Linked DNA regions of Mus musculus: regions 2 and 3 are each linked to region 1. Evidence: chromatin contacts called from public HiCAR-type and promoter capture Hi-C data. All regions are on one chromosome and are shown on one strand. Each heading gives the region's core, a stretch centred on a gene start, on an enhancer-like site or on the middle of the called end of the contact. The rest is flanking DNA. Distances are from core to core; before and after follow the strand shown. Region 1 holds the start of Usp28 (ubiquitin specific peptidase 28). Region 2 holds the start of Pafah1b2 (platelet-activating factor acetylhydrolase, isoform 1b, subunit 2). Region 3 holds the start of C2cd2l (C2 calcium-dependent domain containing 2-like).

Evidence for each region. Promoter capture Hi-C pulls out the DNA fragments that hold promoters and counts their contacts. HiCAR-type assays count read pairs that join an accessible place to other places.
Region 2: a HiCAR-type map of astrocytes shows a contact between it and region 1, with 7 times the contacts expected there. The contact joins the promoter of Pafah1b2 here to the promoter of Usp28 in region 1. A contact is called at or near these places in 2 of 39 promoter capture datasets (the C10 cell line and pre-B cells) and 1 of 115 datasets of contacts at active chromatin or transcription factors (astrocytes).
Region 3: a promoter capture Hi-C map of pre-B cells shows a contact between it and region 1. The contact joins the promoter of C2cd2l here to the promoter of Usp28 in region 1. A contact is called at or near these places in 2 of 39 promoter capture datasets (cranial neural crest and pre-B cells).

What each region holds. Positions count from the first base shown.
Region 1 is chr9:48,983,988-48,988,039 of GRCm38.p6, forward strand. It overlaps Usp28 (ubiquitin specific peptidase 28), which reads left to right and starts at 1,398. Exons shown (of 25, transcript NM_001359739.1): 1 at 1,398-1,550. The coding sequence starts at 1,494. Gm51673 (a long non-coding RNA gene) reads right to left here and starts at 1,142. Exons shown (of 3, transcript XR_003948157.1): 1 at 841-1,142; 2 at 429-517.
Region 2 is chr9:45,982,896-45,987,303 of GRCm38.p6, forward strand. It overlaps Pafah1b2 (platelet-activating factor acetylhydrolase, isoform 1b, subunit 2), which reads right to left and starts at 1,976. Exons shown (of 6, transcript NM_008775.3): 1 at 1,810-1,976.
Region 3 is chr9:44,317,611-44,321,671 of GRCm38.p6, forward strand. It overlaps C2cd2l (C2 calcium-dependent domain containing 2-like), which reads right to left and starts at 2,672. Exons shown (of 14, transcript NM_027909.2): 1 at 1,925-2,672; 2 at 1-68. The coding sequence starts at 2,278.

The DNA.
Region 1 (4,052 bases), core at 148-2,647:
TCTGATTGGTTATTCTCTCAGTATCTCATGGAGCCTCATTATCATGCCCGGGCGAGGCAGTGACTTGGTGAAAAACTTTACTGCATATGTACACATTGGTTGTTTACCCAAACTTATGCGTGGTGGCCAGCGCCACCCTGCAACGGCACATGTGGCTTCCCACACACAGGACCTCTGGAAGAGCAGCCAGTGCTTTTTAATGCTCTTAACTACTGAGGCATCTCTCCAGGGCCCTCCCATTCTAATTTTATCAAGTCTAATGGTTCTGTCTTCAGAGAATCCTGACAAGGATGGACCTGATAGACACAGGTCCCAAATTTATTCCACATAGGAGACTAAGGCAGAAGTATAGAAAGTTCAAAGCCAGCCTGGGGAACTTAATGAGATCATCTCAAAGTGTTAAGTTTAACATGGCAGTAAAGACTTACCATCATTTGACCAGGTGGAGGCAGAGGACCAAGAATTTAAGGCCAACCACGGCTACACAGTCTGAGGCAAGTCCAATCCACGTGACATCCTGTTTCAAAAAAAACCCAAACCAATATCACCAACAATAAGAACCCTCTTCCCAAACATTAAAAGGGGTGGTAGGTGGCTTAGTGCATGAGCTAGAGTCAACACAGCTTATTACACACATGGCCTGAAAACGGGAATTTGGAACATGGGGCAACTGTTCAGGATTAAGACACGATGCTGAGCTCTGTGAAGGTCCTGGCCATTCAGTTGTCTTTATACAAACCACTCGAGTCAGTCTACGTTTCTCTTCGCGTCCCCAGATTAGGAAATGGCTAAGAGGTCTGGTGGGAAAATCTGTCAGCAGAAGGAACCCAGCAGCCTTACCAAGCTTATGGGGAGCTGGGGGCAGGCTGGACGCAGATGCAAGGCTCAGCAAGCGCGGGATGGAGTAAAAAAGGAGTCTTGGAAACCCAGAGGCCTCACCGCCCACTTCCTGGGCACCTAAGGCGGAAATAGCAACAGCTGGCGAGGCGACGCTGACCCCTTAGTTTGTGCCCGGCTGCGGTCACGTGGGCCAGAGCACGCGAAGACGCCCCGCCTCCGGCTCACGCAAACCAGGGGCGGGCGCGTGGGTGACGCCTCTGGCGCACGCTGCGGGCGTGAGCAGAGTGTATGGGCGGGGCCACCGGGGCTCTAAATTGGCGTGGGCGGAGCCTTGGGAGAGGGAACCTCGGCTGTGTGGGTGGGGCATGTAGGCGGGGTCTCCGGCGCAAGCCGCAAGATGGGTGGGAGTCGGCTGGCGGGGGTGGGGCATCCAGCGAACGCCGTGGGAGGAGCCTCTGCCGCGTGCTGTGGGTGGGGAGTGTTGGGAGCGGGCTGGCGTGGGCGGGGCTTCCATCGCGCGCCGCGGGCGGGGGCGGGACGTGTGGGCGGTGCCTCCCGGTGCTCCCGGGCTTCGGGGGCGGTGGTGGTGGCGGTGGCGACCGCGGCGAAGACGACAACGAGAGTGGGGCTACACGCGGAGGGACACCACGGCCATGACTGCGGAGCTGCAGCAGGACGACTCGGCGGGGGCGGCGGACGGCCATGGCTCGGTGAGCGGCGGGTGAGGGTAGCGGGGCCCGGGTTCCGGCTGAGAGGGGCGCGGCGGGCCAAGCGGGCGAGGGCCGACAGAGGCCGGGGCCTGCGGGCTAGGGCGAGAGCAACCCGGTCTTCCCGGGACTTTGCGAGGCTGGGTCCGCGAGCCTGTGTGAGGTTGCCTGGGTGTATAAGCCAGCTAAGGTTCCGAGCGGGATTGTGGGACCCGGTGCTAGGGACCCTAACGGGAGGGGTTGCACGTGAGATCGTAGGCAGCGAGGTCACCCCGAAGTGTGCACCGGGCCCGACCCAGCAGCTAAAAACTTCCCAAAAGCACGGCCACGGTGCCTTGTTCTGACTCTCAAATCAGTTTTATGGCAGTGGCTTCTCTGAGGCTAACGCAGACTTAAGTTATCTCACTTAAAGCCGGCGTTTATCAACAAAGTGCAAAAAAGACCCGGAGCCCCACTCCTCCCTTTTCCCGCCCCGCTTTTCATTCAGTTCTTTTTTTCCCTCGGAAACAAATCAGCTTCCCGAATTATCTCATTGATCACTGTAGGTTTTGAAGGAGGGGAGAGAAAAGCACAATGAATAGAAGGCACTTTACTATGTTCCTAGTAATATAAAAAGGTTGAAAAATATTACAAGGCTCTTAGGGCTTAGATGGTGGGCCTTTAGTAACACTGATTTGGAAAAAAAATCAAAAGGCTCATAATGTCTTTTAAAGAAACTTGGGAAGTGGGCAATTTGAGACTGTCATCCAGTTTTACTTTGGAATGTTATAACGTAACACAACATCCTCGTCCCTCAAGAACTGCACTTTTTAAATGACAAAATGGAAAACCTATACCAAGGATTCAAATACCGAGTTTGCAGTCGAGAAAATTTATAAAATATTTAGAATAAAAATTTGAGATACTGCTAAGAAAAACTCTATAATTAAATTCTATAATTAATGTCTTCTATAGTTAAATTTTAATAATTTGAGGTGCTGAGGATCAAGCCTAGGGCCTATCGCATGAGATAATCAAGCACTACACCCCCAGACTACAAGTTTAAAACATAGCAGGCTCTTTAAAATTCATGTAGAAAAAGATATCTCTAAGTCTTGGCCTGTAAAATGAAAGTAGGTGGATTTTTTTTTTTTTTTTTTTTTGGCGATCAGATAAAAATTGTTTATTACTCAACAGTGTCTTTTGGACATTGGGTCTGTATTTTTCTCTGTTTTCCTCCCCACAAGTCTACTTGTGTTGGGGACAGTGACTTATAAACAGGTGGTGAGATTTGGTTTTGAGACAGTCATATTGATACTATTTTGAGGGAGAGCAAGTCATATTTAAATTTGTTCTGGGCCCGTCATTTAAGACCACATGCCTTTCGATCAGTGGTATTTTCATTTACCTCTGTCACAGGCTGCTGAGGAGTGACCGGTAGTTGAGCACTCTCTATTTGAGGGTTTGCATGTAAGGTGTTTGAGCATTGTGTATAAAGTCAGAGCTATTTTGGGAAGGTTTGGCACTCCCAGGCTGTGGCTAGCTGCAGTAGCCTGATTCTGGGCGGGCGACCTGCGGAGTGATGACATTTACTGGTTAGTATTCCCAGAGATTTTGCCCCAGGCTGACAGATGATAAGCTTTGAAGGCTTGATAGCCCGTTGCCCTTTTTTCTCAGGTCAGGATAAAATGCTTGAGGCATGGGTTACCTTGAAGGTGTGGGTGCTGCATAACTTTGACATTTCATGAGAGTATTAATAACTTCTTCCTCTTGATAAGCTCCGTGTAGGACGGATTCTTTCTTTTGACTTCACAAGGCTTTCTCCTTTCCCTTAAAAGATGTTTAATATAGTTGAGAGGAGCTATCCTCCCCCGACACTCAGGAGCTATTTAAAACTTGCCACGTTTTCCCTTCCCCAGTTGGTCATTTGTACAAAGGACAGACAAAACTATGTATAGGCTCTCCAGGATTTCAGTGAGGGCTCTGGAACCCGAGCCGACACTTGGTTATCTTTGAATCCCCCAGACTGGTGAGTTAAGGACACCTTCCTGTGTTTTAATCAGTTCTCACCTTAGGTAAAAACCTGCTGGGAAGTTTTCTGTTGGAGTAGGAGAAACAGCTTGAAGTCAGTTTGCTTCTTAGGAACCTGATGCCCTTGACTCGTTGGGGGAGGATTCAGGACACACAATCCCCTCCCCCGCTCTCCCACTTGGAACCCAGGGCCTCTGCATTCTAGGCAAGTGCTGCTTCCTCACTGAGCTTTGTTGTGCTGGCTGTTTCGGTTGGTTCTGATTTTCCTTCGAGGTATCTTTGTGGTTTTTGGTTTGGTTTGGTTTTTGAGACCAAGGCTGGCCTGGAACTTGGGAGTTAGTCATCCTGCCTTAGTCTCCCAGGTGTACTTAACTCCTGTCAGGTTGTGAATTTTTTTTTTTTTTTTTTTTTGAGTGTTAGAAAGTTGTAATCTGGCTCCCCAACTCTCCTGCTCTTTGAGCCACAGTTATTGTGCACACAGAGAGTGCTGTATTT
Region 2 (4,408 bases), core at 726-3,225, 3.0 Mb before region 1:
AAGAGAAACCCTGTCTCAAAATGAGTGAGTTTGTATAAAATGAGGAGGGGGCTGGATAGAGCTGGCCCAGCAGTTAAGAGCAGGTACTGCTCCTCCACAGGTCCTGGGTTTGATTCCCAGCACCCACATCCCAGCTCCTGACTGTCGTTTGCTCCACCTCCCAGAGGTAGTACCCAATCCCTAGGAGTTCAAAAACTAAAAACCAACACTTCCCACCTCACCTTACTGGGTCAGAATAATCTCCTTAGCCAGGGAACTGCAGGCTTCCTATGAAAAACTAGCAAGGAGGCGATAAAAGGTGGGCAACTGTGTACATTTCCATGAAAAACTATTTTGCAGAGCAAACTTTGTTGTCCTTCAAAAATCTCCAGGGAGAGAAGGCAGTCCTAATCCTAAACTTTCTATCTTCCCCACTTAATTTAGACCTCAACGACACAGCACAGCACCGGACTCTCTACACTAGTGGTGTGGAAGTCAGTCCCAACAAAACAACTACAACCCCTCAAGCTCAGCCGGGGTGTGTGTGTGTGTGTGTGTGTGTGTGTGTGTGTGTGTGTGTGTGTGTGAGAGAGAGAGAGAGAGAGAGAGAGAGAGAGAACCTAGAAGCTTGCTGAGACTTTTGAATGAGAATGAAAAGATTTAGGATGCTTCCATTAAGGCCTGAGGCTTTTCATTTTGCTTCAGAGAGTTGGCAGAATTATTCTGAAGAGGAAGGCAAGCCTCGTCCAGAATGCCCTGCCCCGGTCTCTGGTGGGCGGCCCCCCAGGATCCAGCCCATCCATAATTTATTATCAAGTGCCCATGCCAACAAATTAATGCACAATGATTCCCTCCCCTGCTCTCCCACAAGGAGGCAACCTTTAAGTCTGAACAATGTGCCCAGAGAAGGAACTGACGGGCAGACACAAGCCTCATCCAAGGGAAAGATAAGCTTGCATTTTTCTCTTTTCCACACCTTTTCCTCTGGCCCATTCTCTCCACTCAACTCAACGCTGTAGAAAATGCAAGTCTAGGACCTGCTCTTAGCGTCTTGGTGCCCTTCCCTTTGTCCATAGCCACGTTCTTCAGAGACGCCAACGCTTTATGGCTTTGGGTTTCCTTAAGATCCGTATATACATGATGAAAGGCAACGTCAGCCTGGGAGCTATGGAAAGGATAACGAGTCACTCTGCCATGAGTAACTCAAACCTGGAGACCACAGGCTCTGACCCGCTAAGTGGACATGGACCACAAGGGCTGGGGAGAGGAAACACACCTCCAAGGAAACTACTCACTGACAGATGTACCTGGCTGGCGGTAGGCCATCGGCCAAGTCACCAACGCCTGGGCCTCGTCGCCGAATGAAGTGGGTGACCCTTAAGGCTAGCCTCTACCAATCCTTTCAGAGCCCTGACACGGGTCTTTGGGAAGTATAAGCGAAGGCAACAGAGAAGTTTCGAATGAGGAGACAATTTTCGACGAGAAGGGCAAAGAGCGTGATCCGTTAAAAAAAAAAAAAAGGCACAACCCAGTCACAGGCTTGGGCCTAGAGGTCCCACCCCGGGGATGGAGGGAAAAGGCGACAGCTGAGGCAGGAGGCCGGGCCAGGGGACCCGCGGGCCGCTCAGCCGCTGGCCAGGGTGGAACCAGGGCGCCGCAGGGCAGCGGCGACGGCGCGGGGCCCCGGAGGCCCTGCAGGGCGACAGCGCGGGGCGCGGCGGGGGAGGGGCGGCGTGGGGGAGGGGAGCCGGGCCTCACAATACCGGCTCGCCCGCGCGTCCCACCCGTCACGACGAGGCCCCGGCTCCGCGGTCCCCACGATGCACTCACACAGGCAGAGGGTCCGTGCGGGGCCCTCAGCGGCTGCGGCGTCGGCGGGTTGCGCTTCAGTCGCTCGCTTGATCCCGACGGCCGCGTTCCGGCGCGCGTCCCCTCCTCGGGCCCCAGCACCAAGCAGCAGCGCCTCCACTTCCGGTCCCCCTGCCACTCGGGCAAATGGCTTCCGGAAGTCCCGCCCCTGGCTGCGGGGCTAGTTGCGGGGCGGGTGCGCCTCACTTTCCCTCGCAGTGCGCGCTCTTTGCTTGGCGCACAGGTCTACCGTCCCTGCCAAGTACTGACTTTGTTCTCTTTCTTTCCCCGACTTGAGCCTCCATCTTTCCTGTAACTGCCTTCCTGTCCTGATAGGATGACGGAAACTATCCGGAGATGGCCTTAGAGACAGTGTAGCTTGACCTCTCGCTGACGCTACTCCCTTCTTAGCCACTGATTTCCTCCACCGATGGGATAAACCAGATTGCAGAGAATGGGGAGAAATAGGCCCGAAGTTAAAAGGGGCAACCCCTACATTTACCAGCAGAATTTCTATGATGATACTCAGAATTGTGTGATAGATACCACTCGGGGAATAACAGAAACCCCAGTCTTTACCTTAGAAATCCATCCAGTTTAGGGGAGTACATAGAGAGTCAATGTAGAGATTAGATGCTAACGGCTGGATAAGTGCAGGACAGATCAGCGCCAAGAGGAGGGGCAAGAGATTGCGTCATCATTAGCAGGGAAACTTGGTGGAGCAGTGCCAGGGCTGGCTCTTTAATGATGGATAGGATTCATTCAAACTCATAATAGTGAATTGCAGAGCATTCCAGGACTCTGAAACTGATTGAGAATGTTCTTGAAACCTGTAAGCCTAAATTATCGAGATAATAAAATAAAATTTCAAATCACTTATGTGCTGCTTGTATTATCTCGAATGCAAAATAAAAATTTCAAGATAATGACTTTGTCACTGCCTCCATAACTCTTCTGCAGATATTCCAGTTACATATGGTACACTAGCAAGATCTCAGTAAGTGCTGTTTTAAGTGTTTTGATCAAGAGAATATCGTAAAGGGTTATTTAAACAGTTTAGTATTAAATACACTGTTAAGAGAAACAACTTGAATTGGTTTCCAATGATAAAGCCCTATGTCTGGGTTGTTTTTGTCAATGACACAAATCAGGGTCATTTGAGGAAGGGAACTTTAAAAATGCCTTCATCCGATTGGCATGTAGGCAGTCTATGAGGGTATTTTCTTGATTAATAATTGATGGGCGTATCCCACTGTGAGTGGTGCCACTTGGCGAAGGTGGCCCTGAGTTGAGTTGTATAAGAGCACACAGTCAGTCAGTAAGAAACGACATTCTATAGCTCCAGTTCCTACCCTGACTTCTCTCTGTGACAGCTGTGATCTGAGAGCTGTAAAGGAAGTAAGTCCTTTCCTCTCCACTTGGCTTTTAGTCATGGTGTTCCCCCTTCTCTCTCTCTCTCTCTCTCTCTCTCTCTCTCTGTCTCTCTGACACACACACACATTTTGATACTATCTTTTATTCATAAGAAACCTTGATTGATTGCTTGCTCTTAAAATGAAAAACGTAGCCCAGGATAGCCTCCACTTCACTCTGCAGCTATGAACGTAGGACCTTCCTGCTTCCTCCCTTCCTGGGTGCCACCATGCTTGGGTCTCACACAGTCCTTCAGGATTGAGTACAGGGCTTTATGCGTCTTAGACAAAAACTATCAACTGAGCTACATTCTCAGCTCTACAAAACTTTTCTTCAAGCCCTTAAGGCTCCTCATTTTTGGTTGTACTATAGATTGAACCCAAGGAGACATTCTATATTTGAAAATCCTGGGGGTTGGCGAGATGGTTCAGCAGTTAAGAGCACTGACTGGCTGGGTTGTGGTGGCGCAAGCCTTTAATCCCAGCACTTGGGAGGCAGAGGCAGGCGGATTTCTGAGTTCGAGGCCAGCCTGGTCTACAGAGTGAGTTCCAGGACAGCCAGGGCTATACAGAGAAACCCTGTCTCAACCCCCCCCCCCCCGCAAAACAAACAAACAAACACACAAAACAAAAACAAAAAAAAAAACAAAAAAAACCAAAGCACTGACTGCTTTTCCGAAGGTCCTGAGTTCAAATCCCAGCAACCACATGATGGCTGGCAACCATCCGTAATGAGATTTGATGCCCTCTTCTGGTGTGTCTGAAGACAGCTACAGTGTACTTACATAAAATAAATTAATCTTTGGGCTGGAGTGACTGGGACTGGAGTGAGTAGAGGTCCTGAGTTCAATTCCCAGCACCCACATGATGGCTCACAACCATCTGTATAGCTACAGTGTACTCATATACATAAAATAAATAAATAAATAAATCTTAAAAAAAAAAAAAAAAGAACGCCGGGCGTGGTGGTGCATGCCTTTAATCCCAGCACTCGGGAGGCAGAGACAGGTGGATTTCTGAGTTCGAGGCCAGCCTGGTCTACAAAAGTGAGTTCCAGGACAGCCAGGGCTATACAGAGAAACCCTGTCTCAAAAAACAACAACAAAGAAAAAAAAAAGAAAAGAAAGTCCTGGGGCTGAAGAGATGGCACAGTGGTTAAGCGTACCTAC
Region 3 (4,061 bases), core at 1,422-3,921, 4.7 Mb before region 1:
GTCACATGACTGATGCTGGCTCTTGGTGGGAGTTGGGGTATCTCTTCAAAGGCGATTTGGATGGAGCTCTGAGGAAGTAATGTGGGCACAAGATCAAGTCTCTGGAGCTGTCCCCTGCAGGGCTGGTCTGCCCAATTGCTGGCTTGATTCTAGCACTGCAGAGGCCTCGGCTCCAGGCTGGCCTCTGGCCCCTTCTTGGCTCAACAGCTTAGGGCAGAAGGTTTCCCCTGCAGCCCCACTGTCTCCAGGGATCTGCAGCTTCCAGAGGCTACCTTAGAGGCCAGCTTGCCTTTGAACCTTGGGTAATTCTTCAAATCCCTGGAACCTCTCTGTACTCCCTGTTTCCCTCTTCACCCCTCCACCTCATCATTCACTGTAATCACAAATAGAGGTAAGTGACAATGACAACAAGAGAGTGACATGGTCACTGCTGGGCAAGGCTGAAGTGAAATGGTTGTGTCATGTGCTATAAAATAAGATGAAGAAATAAGGCTAAGCCTTTCCCCAAACAAACAGGATGTGAATGGTCAATGGTATCCTATCACGCTGCTTAAGTTCTTAGAAATAAAGACTAACTTATCATGTCTCCAGGAAACCCCATCAGAAGTGCTAGGAAGAGAAGCAAGCTCAGAGGGAGGGCTCAGGGGTCCCAAGCCTAGATAATTCCTTAGGGTGGACAGCAGGAGTATTAGGGAGCGGAAAGCCGATTAGCTTAGCTCTCGAAAGAGCCACTCCCTAATTCTTCTACAGCAGTGGAAAGCAGGGTAGAAGAACTACCTGAGGAAGGGGGCACAGCCTGGGCTGGGTATGTCCTGCAGGCTTGAGATAGAGAAAACAAAATGCACAGAGCTCATTCACTTTCCCTAGCAAACTTCCCTGCGGTGGCAGCTTTCTTCTTCAAAAGTCATGCCAGTTGGGGAGATGAGTGCTTAGTTCCCCTCTCTCCTCCCCCTGCAGGAGAGGCCAATGTCCAGCTGAGTCAGCTGTCCCAGGGACAAGGTACAGGAAGAGCCAGGTTGGAGGGGTAGGGTCAATGTATAAACTGACAGATGTCATCTGGCTTTCAGCTGGCCAGCTGACAAGAGGAAACAGGAGAACTTCTTGGGGGCCACTTCAGTCTCTAGGCATCTGGATTAATAGGGCAAAGCCTCCAAGCTCTTATGGCTGGAAACAGAGAAAGACCTGTTTCCACAAGGAGCTGATAGTCTGATGGCCAGGAAGGGAAATGGTCCAGAAATGGGAGACCTCTGCCTTCCACCCAACCTCAGTCTCATGACTCTGATTCCTGCCCACTTCCTGGGAGGCCAGATGCCCAGGGTGCAACGGGTGGAGGTGGCTGGCTGCTCTGGTTTATGAGCGACCCTGAAGGGGCAGCCCAAGTTCATGCATTAGAAAGGACGCAGGTTATCAATATGCCCTTTAACTAAACTACTTTCCTTTAACACTACACTGCAGGCCAGCCTGGAGGACTGTAGTAGTGAAATTACTAAAATATGGAGAGATGATTCAGTTACCGTGGGGGCTCTACCTGACCACCAGGGTTTGGGAGCCTGAAATCTTAACTGGGTGTGGTGGCATGAGGACCAGGCAAATTCCTTCTGCAGGTGCACCTGTCTCCCTTGGCCCAACCAGGCCAGTCTAGGCGGAAGTGCCCTAAGGCACACGGATTAGCGTTGCTATGAGAACAGTAACTTGTGCTGGGTTTAGAACCAGAGTACCTTGCTCACAAAAATAGAAAATTTGGTATATAACTGGACTTCTTTACAAGCCCCAGTCTAACCTGCACGCTCTTCTCTGATCTGAAAGAGAAAGCTGGAGGGTTCTCCAGTTGATCCCCAGCTCTAATCCAGCCCTCCTAACATGAGCAAGCTCTTCCCTAGAAGGCAAAGCTGAAGGGACGACACAGGGGCTCAGTGCAACTCACCCCGTCCCTGCAGGCCTGCTCATTCAAGGCTCGCACCCAAGCCCGTTGCCAGTTCTCCCGGAAAGACTTGAAGGCAAAGAGCGAAGCCAGGAGGCCCCGTACGCCGGCTTCCTCGGGGGTGCTGGTCCGGGTCGCCCGCAAACGCAGCAGCGAACGCCACACACCCAGCTCGCGCAGTGAACCCCCGGGCTCAGCAGCTGAGGCAGGTCGGGAGTCTCGGCCCCCATCGGCTCGCGACAGCCACAAACCCCGGGCATACTGCAGCATCCAGCCCAATACCGTGATCAGCGAGGCGGCGAAGAGAACCAGCAGGGCCGCCCAGCCCACATCCCGCTGCCCCCAGTCCGGATCCATGCTCCCGCGGGCTCGGGTCCCGGCTCGGGTTCAGCCGCTGCCCCGGGGGAGCATGGCCCGGATGGACCGTGGGGCGTGGGCGAGCTCCCCCGGGGCTGAGCGCGCGGGCTCCGGGGCTCTCCGGCGCCGCCGAGATTCCAGGACCAGTGGGTGCCACGGATGGAGAAGAGGTCCTCCGGGGTCGCGACGCTCGAGCTCTGTCTCCGTAGCCAGAGATCTGGATCCCTAACACCGGCGGTGTGACCCCAGCTAGGTTCCAGCTATCACCCGATTCCTCCCACGGCGTGGGGCCCCGCCGGACCCGGGCAGGGACCAGCCTGCAGAGATACCGGGGCTCGCGGGCCGGCACCGGCTCCGGGAGGGCTGCGTGCGCAGAACTGACACTGACAACACCGCCGGCGCCCCGCCCCCACCCGCCCTTAAAGGAGCCGCGCCCTCACCGGGCGGGGCTGAGCTAACCCGCCGCTCAGAGCTAGAGGAGGGTGGAGTGGGGGAGGGTTGAGTTGCACACGTAGAGGATTCCGGGATGAGAATAGGCGGAGTCTTTAGCTGTTCCGCCCCGTCCTGAAATCCCTGTGCACCCCTTCAGTACCAGGCAAGGGAACTTCACTTATCTGAGATGACGCCTGGTTCTCCCTACGTTTCTTAGATTTCTATGGGTTGGACGCCTGTAGGTTAAAAATTAGTCCCTGTGGAAATCACCACTCACTTTTAACACCTCCTGGCTCAGCAGCTTCTGGTCTTACTCCTTGACTGAAGCTAGCTAGGCACTGGGTGAAGAGGGAGTAAGGTGTCCCTCCCAGATAGAAGTGCCTGACAAAACCCAGCTAATGTCAACGGCGGCGAGAAAAATGAAGCTTAACGTGATAAAGGTTGGGAATAGAACACTACCATCGTCCTCCTTCCCCTTGGAGCTAGGATTCAGGAACCCCCTATTAACCTTGCTTGCGTGGGTTTGTTCTCGAGATATTTCCCAAGCCCAAGGCTGAGTCTGTTTTTAAAAATAATACATTTCCATAGTAACAGCTCCTGCCTGTGGAGCACGTGTAGAAGGGATGGCAATGAAAAGGGGAGCTAGCATTGTAGCACTGGACTATCAATAGATTTGGTCAAAAGTCTCTCATCCAAATATGTGGCATCCCGTGTAGTGCCACCTGACTGTCGTCCTAGCTACTTAGGAGGCTGAAACAGGGTGATACCTTTGCCAAGGAGTTTGAAACCAGCCTGGGTGAGAGCGCATCACAACCAAACCCCATCCCACACACCAAATATGTAATATCCCAGCCAACTCCGAAGAAATGGTGTTCCAGGAAGACTGCACAATTTACAACCTCTGGATGTACCCTTTTCTCTAGATCCTCATAAGATTGGAGCTCATCTTTGTTTCTTGGGGCCAGGGGAAGGTATCTATAAAAAAAGATTAGGGGCAATTCTTTTCTCAAGAGACATATATATGGTGAGGTGTCTGACACAATTTCTTCTGCGCACAAGATAGGATGTGATGTTAAATATCTTTCAAATCCATTTGTCTAAGGAACAAGCCCATGAGAGTAAACAATATAAGGTCTAGGGGTAGGTAAAAAAAAAAAAAAATGGCTGTCAGCAACAGAGCTGTCTGATCTAGAAGAGGAAAGGGTATGTAGCTTGAGATAGCCTGATTTTACTGCAAGGGGTGATAGACAGAGGTGAGATTGTGAGGCAACATTGCTGTGACCCTAACCATCCACAGCGAGCTCCAAAACTAATGGAGATCACTAGAATCTCCATCATTAATCTAGGAACA